Linked DNA regions of Mus musculus: regions 1 and 2 are each linked to region 3. A link is a contact called in public Hi-C data. All regions are on one chromosome and are shown on one strand. Each heading gives the region's core, a stretch centred on a gene start, on an enhancer-like site or on the middle of the called end of the contact. The rest is flanking DNA. Distances are from core to core; before and after follow the strand shown.

Region 1 (4,095 bases), core at 673-3,172, 540 kb after region 3:
TTGTGCTCATGCGTCGGTTTTGATTTTATGATTTTTGTTTTAAACCGTAGATACATTGCAGAGCCAAATGGGAAGGTGTGACTTTCCTTCTCTCTGCGTGCAGAAGGAGGAAAAGGAAATGGATGTAGTTGAGCAGATAGCACTGATGGAGAGCAGGTAGGTCCACACGGATCAGTGTTGTGGGTCCTTCCGAGGGAAAGGGATACATTCACTGTAGCATGAAGGTGTTTCTAGCCTGAGGAGCAGAGCCTGCACATCCACAGCGAAAGCCACAATCTCCTCAAATTAATAAAAAAATACAACGGCACAGGGTTATAAATTTTAAAAATGTAAAATATTAGGTTTAAATTTTTTAAAAAATGTGTGTATGCATGTGCATGTGTGCATGTGTGTGCATATGTGTATATGTGTGGGCCTTTGTATTTGCACATGTGAGTGCATATTGCATGCATGTCTGTGTGTATTCATGTGTGTGCATGTGTGTATGTGTATCTATATGCTTATGCATGCACGTGTGTGCATGTGGGTATGTGTGTGGGTGTGCATGCATGTTTCTGTGTGTGCATGTATGTGCACATGTGCATGTGTATGCATGTGTGTGCATGTATGCCATAGCATAACTCAATGGGCTGTGGCTATGGATCTATGGCTCAGTTAATGGAGGGTTTGCCTTAGATTTCACAAGGCATGGGCTTGAACCTTAGCATCACATACACCACGTATGGTGACTCATGACAGTAATCTTAGCACTTGAGAGGCAGAGCTATGAGAATTAGATGTTCATACGTTCACAGTCATCCTCAGTTACATAGAGAGTGGGAGACCAGTTGCAGATATATGATAGCTTTTCTCAAAACAAACCAAAAATAAAAACAACCCTGATTCCCCTTCCCATCCCCATGCAAACCAAACTACAACAAGGAAACCCGTAACACAGAGGGGAGGGCCAAAAGAAGCCTGGACCCCCGTCATCCTAAGAAAAAAGTAATTCCACTTATATGCTACAGTAGCTGCAGTAACATTGCCAAGACACCAGACATCAATGCAGGGAAGCTTCTCTCAGAGAAGTCAGATGTGAGTGTCTAACACAGGGAGGAGTTCAAGTAGGTCACATGTATTGGGTTGCCTGCTTAAAGCAGGTCTCCTCTGGCCCAACTCTTGGTGTTTTCAGGAGGAGGGAGGGGTGAGGGAGGGCTCCCTTTGGACTCAACTCCTATTTTTGTAAAGCATTAATCCTGTTCATGAGGGCTTCACTCTCTCAGTCTAGTCGGGCTCGAATCCCAGCTTCAGAAAGCATCACCACCGAGAATTTCAATTTGGAAACATTTGCAACGGGGACCTGAATGTCAATCACAGCGGTAACCATTGTGTGTGGTTTGCAGAAAGAAGGCTTGAATCTAGGTTCCAGTGGTAAAGGTGTGTGGCTCACAGAGGAAGCAATGGAGAGTGTTTGGAAATGAAATTCAGGCAAAAATCCCTGGCAGCAGCTCTGTCCTGCACCCAGAGGTCAGCAAGAAAGTCTGGAGGAGGGATGAGGCTCTGGTGGTCCAGTGTTCACTTAGCCTGCAGGGAAACAAACTCTGCATCCCCATACTGGATAAACCCGGACTGGTGAATCTCAGAAATCCCGAGCAGGGGGCAGGAGGATCAAGAGTTTAAGTCAATCCTGGTTAAATAAGAGGCTCAAATCAGCTTGGGATACATGAGATTCTGACCTAGAGAGAGAGAGAGAGAGAGAGAGAGAGAGAGAGAGAGAGAGAGAGAGAGAGGAGGGAAAGAGGGAGGGAGGAGAGAAGGAGGGAGGGAGGAGGGATAAGGGATAAGGGATGAGGGAGAGCATAAAGCAGCCTCCTGAGTAGTTGCTGGAGCTCAGAGGGAACCACTAGACCTAAAAATAAGGACCAAACCGAGAGAAGCCCGGGGGCGGTGGGGGGAGAGGGAGGAAGTGGAAGACTGGTAATTTTCTCTTAGTCATAACGGAGCCAACAGATGCTCCGTGAGAGCGCTAGATTCAGAAAGAGGAGTGAGTATAACACGAAGAATTATAAAAAGAACGGCTACAAAAGCAGAATCCATGACTCCCAGAGTCCCCACGGGAGAACCGCAGCTCACACAGCCACACAACACCAACTGAAATAGCTAGTCTAGGTGGGCAGAAGGCAGAAAATAGTGGGGTCTCAGGATGGGGTGATATGTCAAGTCAACTTAGGCGCTCTGTGGCTGAGTAAAATAGAATCATCTCATCTATTAAAAAATACATGATAAAGGAAGCCTGATGGGAAAAAAATGAAGTCAGTAAAAGAGGTAAAAGTAAGGATCATACAATATTTCCCTGGGTGGGGGAGGGGAGCAGACAAGAGGCTCAGGAAAATCAAAACATGGACACATGGGGCTGGGAGATAGCTCAGTGGTTAAGGGCAATGACTCCTTTTCCACAGGATCGGGGTTCAATTCCTAACACCTATATGGTGGCTCACAGCCATTTGTTGTTGAGGAAAGTAGTGATTTACAAGCAAAGATCCTAAAGGCTCAGCAGGCTCCAAAACGAAGACAGTTTTCATAGATGGAAAAGGGAGAGACAAGAGAGAGGGGGAGCTTTGCTTACCCCAAATCTGCATCCATGGAGTTTGTCACCCACCCATCTAGTTATCCCTCTCCGTCCAAAGAATGGGAGGGGCAGGAGGTTTCTGTTGGATTTTCTCGTCCATCTTTCCCGAGTCTTACCTGTGAACAGTCCCATATAGGCATCCACTAAGAGTGCTGTTGACATGCAAGTGAAACTTAAGGTATCGGTGTGATAACCATCAGGTTCTGGTTGTGGCAGTGGGTAGTTCAAGAGGACAGAAGTACAGATTACCGGAAACTCCGGTGTTTTAGCCCTGGAAAGATGGACAAGGAGGCAACACGGTGGGATCCCAGAGGGGAGTTCAAGACCCGCCTCTTGCCCGAGCTAGTATCTCGCCGGCAAGAATTCACTCGGACAACCGGATCCTTCTACGGCAAAGCTTTTATTGCTTCAACATAAGGAAGACCCCGAACCCGGAAAATGGTGCTGCTTATATAGCCCGCAGAGTGACGTTTCAGCACCTGATGTGGCGTGACAGCACCTGATTAGTTGCTTGCCCATCACCCCATTACTACGCCCCGAGATGGACAGTGACTGGGCGTGAATTTACTCTTGCACTTGCGCATAAGGCTTGTTTACTAGTTAGGCGCAGTGGAAGCCAGCGCCGTCTTATAATGGCGATTGCTCAAGGCACAGCTCTCCACACCCGCCACCAGAGACAGACAGCATGACGGCAGGGTGTCTCCAAAGACAACCAGAGCCCAAGTGCTAGAAGGTGGTTCCATCCTTTTATCCCTTGAAGGTGGGTGGTGAGGGCAGGCTTCACAGCCAGAGTCTGCAGCCAGGCTCTCTGGGTGGGAGGCAGGGAAAGAAGTGGGGAGCCGTAAGTAAGTGACTGGTGCCTCTACCTCCCCATAAATACCTTCTGATTTTACCTCACATCCCAGGTGAGAAATTCTGTCTGCCATGCCTGTCAGCATCTGTGGAAGGGGCATACTCCTCCAGTGCCTGTCAGCATCTGTAGGAGGGGTGGGCTCCTCCAGTGCCTGTCATTAGCAGTGACTAGATTCTGAGGTGCTGTCCTGTTCTTACCATTAGTCAGTGGGAGAAGAGTACTTTCTCAGCACCTGGAAACCTCTTGGAGTTGCTCTTCTTTCTCATATGGGTTTAACTGGGCCTGACTATCACCATCTCGAGCTGAACCGCTGCTATTGCCCTGGGTGGCCCTGATTTCTTTTTGGTTTTCCAGCATATTGTAAATAAAGCTAACCTCACAGCTAGGATACTGACTGGGCCAATCCTCTGTAGAGCTTGTGCAGCCAGCAATGACTGCTGTGTGTTCATGAGTGTGATGGCCTTGTCATGCCCAGATGACACTACCACATAACCTGCCCCCCGATCTCTGGCTTTTACTGGCTTTCCCTGTTTTTCTCTGTTATGGTCCTGGAGCCTTGTGGAGGAGTGATACAGAGCTTCATTTAGGATTGAAGACTTGTCAGTCACCATTCTCTGGCATGTATTATTATTAT
Region 2 (4,411 bases), core at 1,166-3,665, 520 kb after region 3:
CTAACATTAGCCTCAGGACCCCATGAATGTGTACACACATGCACACACACACACATGTGCACATACAAATGAATTTAGGTAAAAAAAAATAATGGTAGTGAGATATTCCCCAAATACTTAGCAACTTACATGCTTACCAGGAAAGAATCAGTCCCATAAATTATGATGAAACAAATTTTAAGAGCCATTGAGTTGAGAGGCAGTGAGCACCATGATTAAAATCCTTTAAGATACAACCAAATAAAGAATTAGGAAGACATCAAAATTCTAAGTTTTCATGCCCCTTAAAGATAATATTCTTGTGGATTGGTAAAACCATTTTAAAAAGCCAGCACCAGCAACATACTGAGATCCACACCTTAGACCCCATTTGAGAGATGCAGAGTCGCTGGTTAGGGCCCTCTCTTTGGTCCCATTGGGGACCTGGGCTCTTCCCTCGTTTCCACCCATGTCTCCACATGCTTTCCCAGGCTATAGTCTGAACAAAGTGTGTACCACCCAACTGGTAGGGAGAAGGGCAGGCCATCCATTCTTGCCTGGATAGCTTAAGGTGGAGAGCAGGAAGGGGTACAGATCTCTTCTGTCCACACTCACTGTTTGTCAAAGCACAGCCCCGTGGCTACAGGATTGTAAGAGAATAGTACAACTCATCCCCACACAGACAAGGGTTAGGGGAGGGCTAGACAGCTCCTACCACGTAAGAACTGCACACTAGAAAGACTATCATTCTTTTCCCTCTTTTTTTTTTCTTCCCTTGTTAGCTGAATGCTTATCATTTATTCCCGAGTATACCAGAAGCCCAGGCATTGCACTCACAGGACGTTGTCAGAGACTATGTATCCTGCTGTCAGCGGTCAAGAGAAATGACTTTTTAACATGTTTTCTCTTACATATTTTATTTGTTTACTGGGGAGAGGGCTGTGCTGTGCTGCAGTATATGTATATAAATCAGAGAACAACTTGCAGGAGTCAGCTCTCTCTCTCTCTCTCTCTCTCTCTCTCTCTCTCTCTCTCTGACTCTGTCTCTCTCTGTCTGTCTCTCTGTCTCTGTCTCTGTCTCTGTCTCTCTCTCTCTCTCTCTCTCTCTCTCTCTCTCAGCAGGGCACCTTTACTCCATGAGCTATCTATCTGTGTTCATGAGGACTCTGGCAAACCTTATAAAAAGAACCAAACACCCGTGGGTTCGCACAGAGCATAAGCAAGCACTGTCTGTAGATTCAAAATACAAAAAAAGCTATTTTACACATGTGACTTCGGACTGGGGTGTTATTCTAGAAATAGTGATACAGTCTTGTTAATGTGCTGGTGAACTCGCCGTGGTGGTGGTCTGTTGCTCTGGCATGGCACATCCTTAAATTGTAATTCCTTCTTGTTTTACCTCTCCATAGCTTTAATGGGGTCGTTAACGCTGAGTCCTGTTGTTCTCTGAGACCAGCTGCTGCCACCATGGCTAAGGCCAGAGCAACAGAGGGCTTCATGACCTGGGTTGATTCAGAATTCTCACAGCCTACCAGATTTACTTCTCAGGACCAGAATCGTTTCACTTCTTAAGCATTCAAGACAATTGTTTTTCTTTCTTTTTCTTTTTCTTTTTCTTTTTCTTTTTCTTTTTCTTTTTCTTTTTCTCTTTCTCTTTCTCTTTCTCTTTCTCTTTCTCTTCTTTCTCTTTCTCTTTCTCTTTCTCTTTCTCTTCTTTCTCTTTCTCTTTCTCTTTCTCTTTCCTTTTCTTTTTCTTTTTCTTTTTCTAAGTCAGAGACTTAAGGAAGGGTCAAAGCAAATCTCCTGACAGAAAACAGACATAGAAACAAATTGACCAAGACCAGGAGACTTCTGGTGCAAACCCAAATTTGCCCTCTAGCCAGAGTACCCATTTCTGTTGAGCACCTAGAACTTTAGGTTTCATTCTTATGCTTTGAGATGGATCAAACTGCACTGTCCCAACTAGAGATTCATGACATCTTCCTCTGACCTCTAAACACCTCGCCCACGCATCTTCTCATAGACCACGCCCATGAGAGTGTAGAGTATCCCTGACACCTTTAACTCCCCTGAAATCACCATGATCTTACGGTACTTGCCTCTCACGCTGTAGCAGAAGGAAGCTGGATGGTCTCTGAGGAGACAGAACCAGGATGTTACAGCGACCCTGTCTTTCTGTGGGTGTGTATGGAAATTTCCAGAAAGAAAGTCATACCTGCGATGAAGTTCGGCTAGGCTGGTTAGAACTTAATGACTATGGAGGGTTGGAACATTGTTTAGATCCAGAGATAAGTCTGTCCCACCAGAACAGACATCAGGTGCCCTCGGTCTGTATCTGAGCTGACATCATTTCTGGCCATCAGGTAACACCTTAGGGTGTATTCTAGCACAGCACTGGTTTCTCCCAGCCCAGAGGTGAGCCTGTCATCAGATACAATCTATTGCAGCTTCCTGGACTTGACTGCAGCCGCCAGCCTGCTGTCCCCATTCATGTACTGGACAGATGTCCTGACTCATGACTTTCTTCCATTGTCAAACTGCTTTCATGCTGGGACCTGTCATTTGGGATGACTGGAATCCATGCTCCTGGGCCACAGTCTTTCCTAGGAGGCTCAGAATAAAACATCTTTATTCCCTTTGAGATGAGAGCTGTATCCTGCTTGACAATTTGGTCCCCAGTGTGGGACCCTCAGGTCAATTAACTATCACTAGTGAGTCCTCTCCTTAGGCTTGTGTTGGTGAGAGGTTCCTGAGGCCCTGTCTTCCCCTTTGTTTTGAGCTCATGGCTGGGTACCCTCTGCTTAGCTTCAGAGCATTCAGTAAGCTAATTTGTTTGCTAGCATTCCTCACTCCACCTTATCTAACTGTTTCCTTTTCTGTTCATATTGCAACATTGCCTTCCTTAGTATAGAAGTCCTATGAGTGCCTGATCACAAAGATGCTGAATAAATAAGTTTAAAAAGAGATTGTGAAGAGGGGGTTAGAGAAATGGCTCCATTGCTCAAAGCACCTGCTGCCCTTGCAGAAGACACCAGTTTGGTTCCCCAGTTTTCACACCAAAAGGCTCACCGCTGCCTGTAACTGCAGCCCCAAGGGATCTGACACTCTCTCTGGCCTTTGTAGGTATCTAGCACACATATGCACACACACATAAATAAAAATAAAATATGTCTCGAAAGACAGACATTGAGGATAAGAAGTATTTGTCCCCACCAGGGTAGAGGTGTCAGGGAACTCTCCAGAACATGAAATGTCTGTCTAAGGAAACCAAAGATGGAACACTCCATCATTCTGTGAGAAGGAAGCACTGACCCACTGGTGTCCTGAGCTCCTTCATGTTCCTGGAAACATGTAGAAGAATCCCAGGACACAGCAGGGCCAGCCACCCGAGGTGGGTCCTGATAGAGTTGTTCCCATGAGCAGTGTAGAGTGTTGATGCAAAACACGAGCCACTTAAGAAATGGTCCTTAAAAAAACAACACAAAAACAAAAACAAAATTAAGGTGGGCAACAGAAACTCAAGAAAGTTAAAAAAAAAAAAGACTATAGCTAAGTGGCATTAGGCACTCTAGCTGTTTTATGAATGATAATTATGAAAATTCAATTCCTAAGTTTTTTTAAATTGGGGAATATTTAATACTCTCTATTTTTATGCGATTTTGTGTATGCACATGCCAAGCTGAAAGTATCTGGGCTGTAGAGTGGATGAGAGCACATTTAGGAAAAGATGCCATGCAATTGCTAATCTATGAAAAGTGAATACACTGTTGGGAAATGTATCAATTGTGAAGAGGGAGATTAACAAACAGGGTACCAGTAAGGAAACTTCAGATTGTGTTGAAACTAAAAGTAACCCCTAAGCAGCGTATCTTCTCAGCTCCAGTGTGGCAAGAAAGCCAAAGCCAGCACTGGATGCTCACACCAGGCCATAAGAAAGTTTGAAAAAGCTAAAACTGAAAGATAGTATAGACGTGATCAAGTTTTCTTTAATTAAAGTAAAAATTAAAGGCGCCAACAGAAAATCAAACTCTAACTTGGCCGCCGCCAAGTCCAGGAAGACGGTAAGGCTCTTTGTTTAATTTTTAAAATGAAGTCAGAGAACAGAGCTTTAATTTTGAAATTTTATTTTATTTTTATTTACTTATCTTTTTGCATGTTCATGTGCATGCAATGCCCTTGGTGACCAGAAGAGGACAGTGAATCACCTAGATCAGGAGTTATAGATGGTTGTAAGCTCCCAGGTGGGTGCTGGGATTTGAACCTTGGTCCTCTGCTCTGGAAGAGCAGCAAGGGCTCTTAACTACTGAGCCAGATGGGGAATTCAACTCCAGAATTTTATATTTTATCCCTTAGAGAAGCTGATGCTTTTCTTCCACGGCTCCCCAGACCTTCCCCTCTTCTTGAATCAAATCTTTTTATAAAAATATTTTAA
Region 3 (4,121 bases), core at 635-3,134:
TGATTTCCAAGTTAGATGACAATGACGGAAGCATAAATGTGGTGGAGGCGCAATGTAAACTGCCCCCGGGAATGAAGACAGGCATCAGATTTCAAAATTCAGTATAAAGAACAGCTTCGTGGGTCACAGCAGTCCGTTCTTCCGCTGTCAGCCTTGGGTGAGTCAGGCAAGTTCAATTTTTTTTTTTTTTTTTTTTTTTTTTTTTTTTTTTTTTTTGTGAAAACGCTATTCCCCGATTCTACCTACTTAGGGATCCTATGACATCAGTAAATTCGAGAAAAGTGGAACCGATTAACCAAATCAAGATTCGTTTACATCAAGGTAGTTAGTTCTTCGGAAAAAAACAAAACAAAAAACAAAAAAAAATCCAAACAAACAAAGTGTAAAGGGGGGAGGGGGTGTTCCCTGAACTGATCAGCACCCGTGAAAGGAGATTTATCCTCTATTGCGTATCTGTGCTATGGGGGCTTTATTGGTTAAGGGGTATTTTACCAGCTAGACTCCATCATTATTGCCCTGTGAAGGCGTCCAAAAGTCCAACGGTGAATGGCATTTAAATCACCACTGGATGTGCCTCGGAGATTATTTGTGGAGTTACTACTGTGTGTCTTGAGTAAATGGAAAGAGATCCACTTGGTGAGATGTTCCGGGTGGGGGTCCCGCACACTCACTCTTTATTTTGGGGTTTGCTTTCTTTGAAAAATGAGAAAGGAGGGGGTTGAGTGAGGGAATCATTCGAGCCCAGGTCCCACAGTCCGAGCTCAAGGACCTTGCCACCTGCCACATTCCGTATTTGGGCAAGCGCGTGCGTCACTGTCAGGAATATGGCTCCCTTTGCCAAGGCCGGCTATAATCTTACGTGTCTGTAAACGCGGGGAGTGTTTGCCACGTTCCTTTACAATAGCCAACCCGATGACTGACTTAAGAACATGCCACCAGATGCTCTGTCTCCCATTTCCTTATGTCTTTTGTACATCCCAGGAATTGGGGAAAGGGGGGTGGGGTGGGGGCTGGCTGGCGTGTTCACTGAGAACCGAAAGGAGAGGAGAACTACCAGTTCAAGATGCTTGGGGAATGCCCTCCGTGGCTTGCTCTAGCCCGAGCACCGAAAGCGGGTAGGTTTCCCAGCCGGGGACACCGAGGCCGCGGACTCTCAGGTCCTCGGAGACAGCCGCCACCTCTCCACGTGGTCGGGGACACAGACCAACCGGGTCTAGCTTGGTTTCCCAACCGTGTTACGCAACAACTTTGTAGGGGTCGTCTTCGCCCTAATTGTGTCGGGAGCGCTGTTTGTGTTACCGTTGCGGCGCTGCCCGGGAGAGGAGCGGGACATTTCAGTAGCCCGGCTGCCGCGCCCCTTTCCCGGTCTCAGAGGGGACCGTGGGCACAAGGAGGCCAAGGTCCCCGCCACGCCCGTGTCCCCATAGCCCTCACCCGGGGTTCTATTGGCAACAGGTAGCCCGGCCCTCTGTGGCTCTCCGGGAAACAAACAAACAAAAAAAGGTGCTGGCACCACGGAGCGAGCGCAGCGACCCGGAGGGCGCGGCCGGCAATGGGCAAAAGGGTCCTGGGCTCCTCTTAGGCGTGCCTCGGGTTGCTCCGCGGTGCGTCCCGTTGCGCAACATAGCGCTCGGCCTGGGTCCCCACGGACAGCGGGTAGCAGCTGCGGCCGCGGCCAGAGAAGGACGCGGACTGCCAGTGGCGCCGCGGCGGAGAGGACGGGGCGGGGCGGGGCGGGGCGGTGGGGAGCCCGCCCCTGTCGGCGCGGCCAGTGGCGGCGGGCCGGGGGCGGGCGCGGGCGCGGCGATTGGGGCGGCCGCCGCCCGTCACGGCGGGGCTGGCGGGCGGCGACGTAGCGCGGCGCTCGGAACTGACCTACTAACACACATCTCTCGGCGCGGCCACGGCGCCCGCGGACCCGGCGCGCCCGCTCGTCTCCCGCGCCGCGCCCTCGCCACCGCCCGCTGAGGGCCCGGCGGAGCTTGAATCGCGCCCCGGCGCCGCCAGCCCGGTTACAGCCGCCCTTTCTTTTCCCCCTCACGGACCAGGGAGCAGAACCACGGTAAGCGCTCCGCCCACCGGCGGCCCCGGGGGCCCTGCTCTGCTCCGTGCCCGCTCTTGGAGCGCGCGGCCGGCGGGCGTAGGGCGCGGGATGCGTGCGGGCGCGGCGCAGGGCTGGCGGGAGGCGGCGAGTGTGCGCGGGGCATGCATTACATAAACTTTTGCTGCCTTGGCAGGAGGGGGGACTCGCCACCTTAAGGTAGCTGCTTTGATTGCAGCGCCCTGGCGCCCGCACGTAGCCCGGGCTGCCGCGCGCTCCCTCCTCCTCCCCGCTATTGCATAATGTCTCCGGATTTCAGGAAAATTGATGTTTCGGTGGCGAAGAGCGCGCCGTGGAGGCGGAGTGGAGGCCGATCCTTTTAGCAGCCAGACGACTTGCCCTGCTCTCCGGGGTCTCTCCGCGCTAGTCCCCAATCCGGGCCAGCTAAGGGGAGGGTTGAGTCTTGATTTGCTTAGGAGGATTGGGAGTACCAACGGTGACGGCAATCGGAGATGCCTGCGCGGCGTTTGTTTGTGTCAGGCGCTGTGTCGGCACCGACGTTTTCCAACCCGTTTGTCGTCACCGTGTTTTACGAGCCCTCGGGAAGGTGGAGGGATGTGTCCTTTCTTACATTGCATAATGGGCCAGCGATGAAACGTGGGCACCGAGGACGAACTGATGTGAGAATGTGCGCGTGTGATTTGTGTGCAATGATTTGGTCATTTTAGCGCAGCGTTGGCTATTAGATCCTTATTGGTACCTCTGTATCGTCCCAAATACGCATATTTTAAAAAACGATTCTATGGAGTTCATTATTAAGAAAGAAGAAATCCTAGTCTTGGACACTAATGCGCGCGGGGGAGGGGGGGCTCCTTAAATGTTCCGAGGTGTTATTTTTAAAACCCGGACGAGCCATTGTGACGTTTGCCTCCCCACTTTTCCCAACTGGAATGCGATGCGTTTCATCAGCCTTTCTTTTTCTTTCTTTCTTTTTTTTTTTTCTCACCTTATCGTCATTGGCTTTTTTTTTTTTTTTTTTAAGACACCACAAGACAAATCATTACTAGATTCCTGGAAATGTGAGGTTATGTAACTGCCGAATTTGCTGGCTGTTGAGCATAGAAAGGGAGCTAATTACGTGATTTTATAATCTTGCCACAAAGAAAGTAGGGCAATCTCAGCGTTGAAGAATGTCACCATCAACAGGGGTTTTGTTGGTTCTTTTAAAGGATATTTTAAGCCGGAAAGTGACGACCGACTAAGCCTTGACATAGCTCATGCTTGCCAAATGTGTGTCTTTTACCCTAAAAGAAATGTACGTCTTTCTAAATATAGCCCTATCACATTTTAACAATCCTGGCCTCAGTGCTATTTCTGGTTTCTCCAGGGCTGTGTGCAAATACGAGCTCAAGGCCATTTGCTGTAGTTTTAACTCCACGCCTTCCAAGACCTCTGATAAGACTGTATTTTTAGGAAGGCATTTCGCAGCACCCAGAGACTGCTGGTGAACGCGGGGGCCCCATTTATCATTTTAAAGGACACTTTGGAGGAACTGCTGCGTTCAGAGGGCAACAGGGAATGGCCAAGTGACACCTTCTTTTCTGGCTTTTGTAAATAACAACGGCTAATGAGGTCAAAAGTATTTATTTCACATCATAATTTCCCCCAGATCAGATATGAGTTATGGGAAGTATATATAGGTTAGTAGATTGTATTTTTGCCTTGTATAACCTAGTTTTATTCTTGGAGATAGAATAATATGGTAAGTATCCGGATATTAAATTTCTTCCCGGATTCTTACTTAGTGTAATGATGTGTGAATATACGTATTTAATAGTGTCTGTGAGATATAGTTTTCTTAGCGTACCATTTACATAATTGAACTACAATATTATTTTAGGGGGCGGAGACATTCTAGATGATGACTCCTGGAACATATTATCCCTATTTTAGCCGTTTTCCAAGACGCTGCAGTTGCAGTAGGCCCCCCAGCAGCAGACCCTGACCCACTTTGCGTGCTGGGCTGGGAGACCCAAGCCTTCAGAGGCGGGGGGCCTGGGGGGACTTTGCAGCGCCACCT

What was found. A called contact is a pair of places that touch in the nucleus more often than the background predicts.
Region 1: a contact with region 3 is called in a Hi-C map of cortical neurons, with 6 times the contacts expected there. The contact joins the enhancer-like site here to the promoter of Nfil3 in region 3. A contact is called at or near these places in 2 of 484 Hi-C or Micro-C datasets (both in cortical neurons), 1 of 115 datasets of contacts at active chromatin or transcription factors (pancreatic cancer cells) and 1 of 9 other capture datasets (embryonic stem cells).
Region 2: a contact with region 3 is called in a Hi-C map of trophoblast stem cells, with 1.8 times the contacts expected there. The contact joins the enhancer-like site here to the promoter of Nfil3 in region 3. A contact is called at or near these places in 1 of 39 promoter capture datasets (pre-B cells), 1 of 484 Hi-C or Micro-C datasets (trophoblast stem cells) and 1 of 115 datasets of contacts at active chromatin or transcription factors (pancreatic cancer cells).

The regions. Positions count from the first base shown.
Region 1 is chr13:52,443,613-52,447,707 of GRCm38.p6, reverse strand. No RefSeq gene overlaps it. Among named protein-coding and RNA genes, the nearest start is that of Diras2, 85 kb to the left of the region's middle. Within about 2 kb of position 1,922, at least 18 of the 459 cell types and tissues checked have an H3K27ac peak or open chromatin away from gene starts, as enhancers often do. A contact at or near this core is called in cortical neurons, where this site is marked.
Region 2 is chr13:52,462,320-52,466,730 of GRCm38.p6, reverse strand. No RefSeq gene overlaps it. Among named protein-coding and RNA genes, the nearest start is that of Diras2, 66 kb to the left of the region's middle. Within about 2 kb of position 2,415, at least 5 of the 459 cell types and tissues checked have an H3K27ac peak or open chromatin away from gene starts, as enhancers often do. A contact at or near this core is called in trophoblast stem cells, where this site is marked.
Region 3 is chr13:52,978,802-52,982,922 of GRCm38.p6, reverse strand. It overlaps Nfil3 (nuclear factor, interleukin 3, regulated), which reads left to right and starts at 1,884. Exons shown (of 2, transcript NM_017373.3): 1 at 1,884-2,062.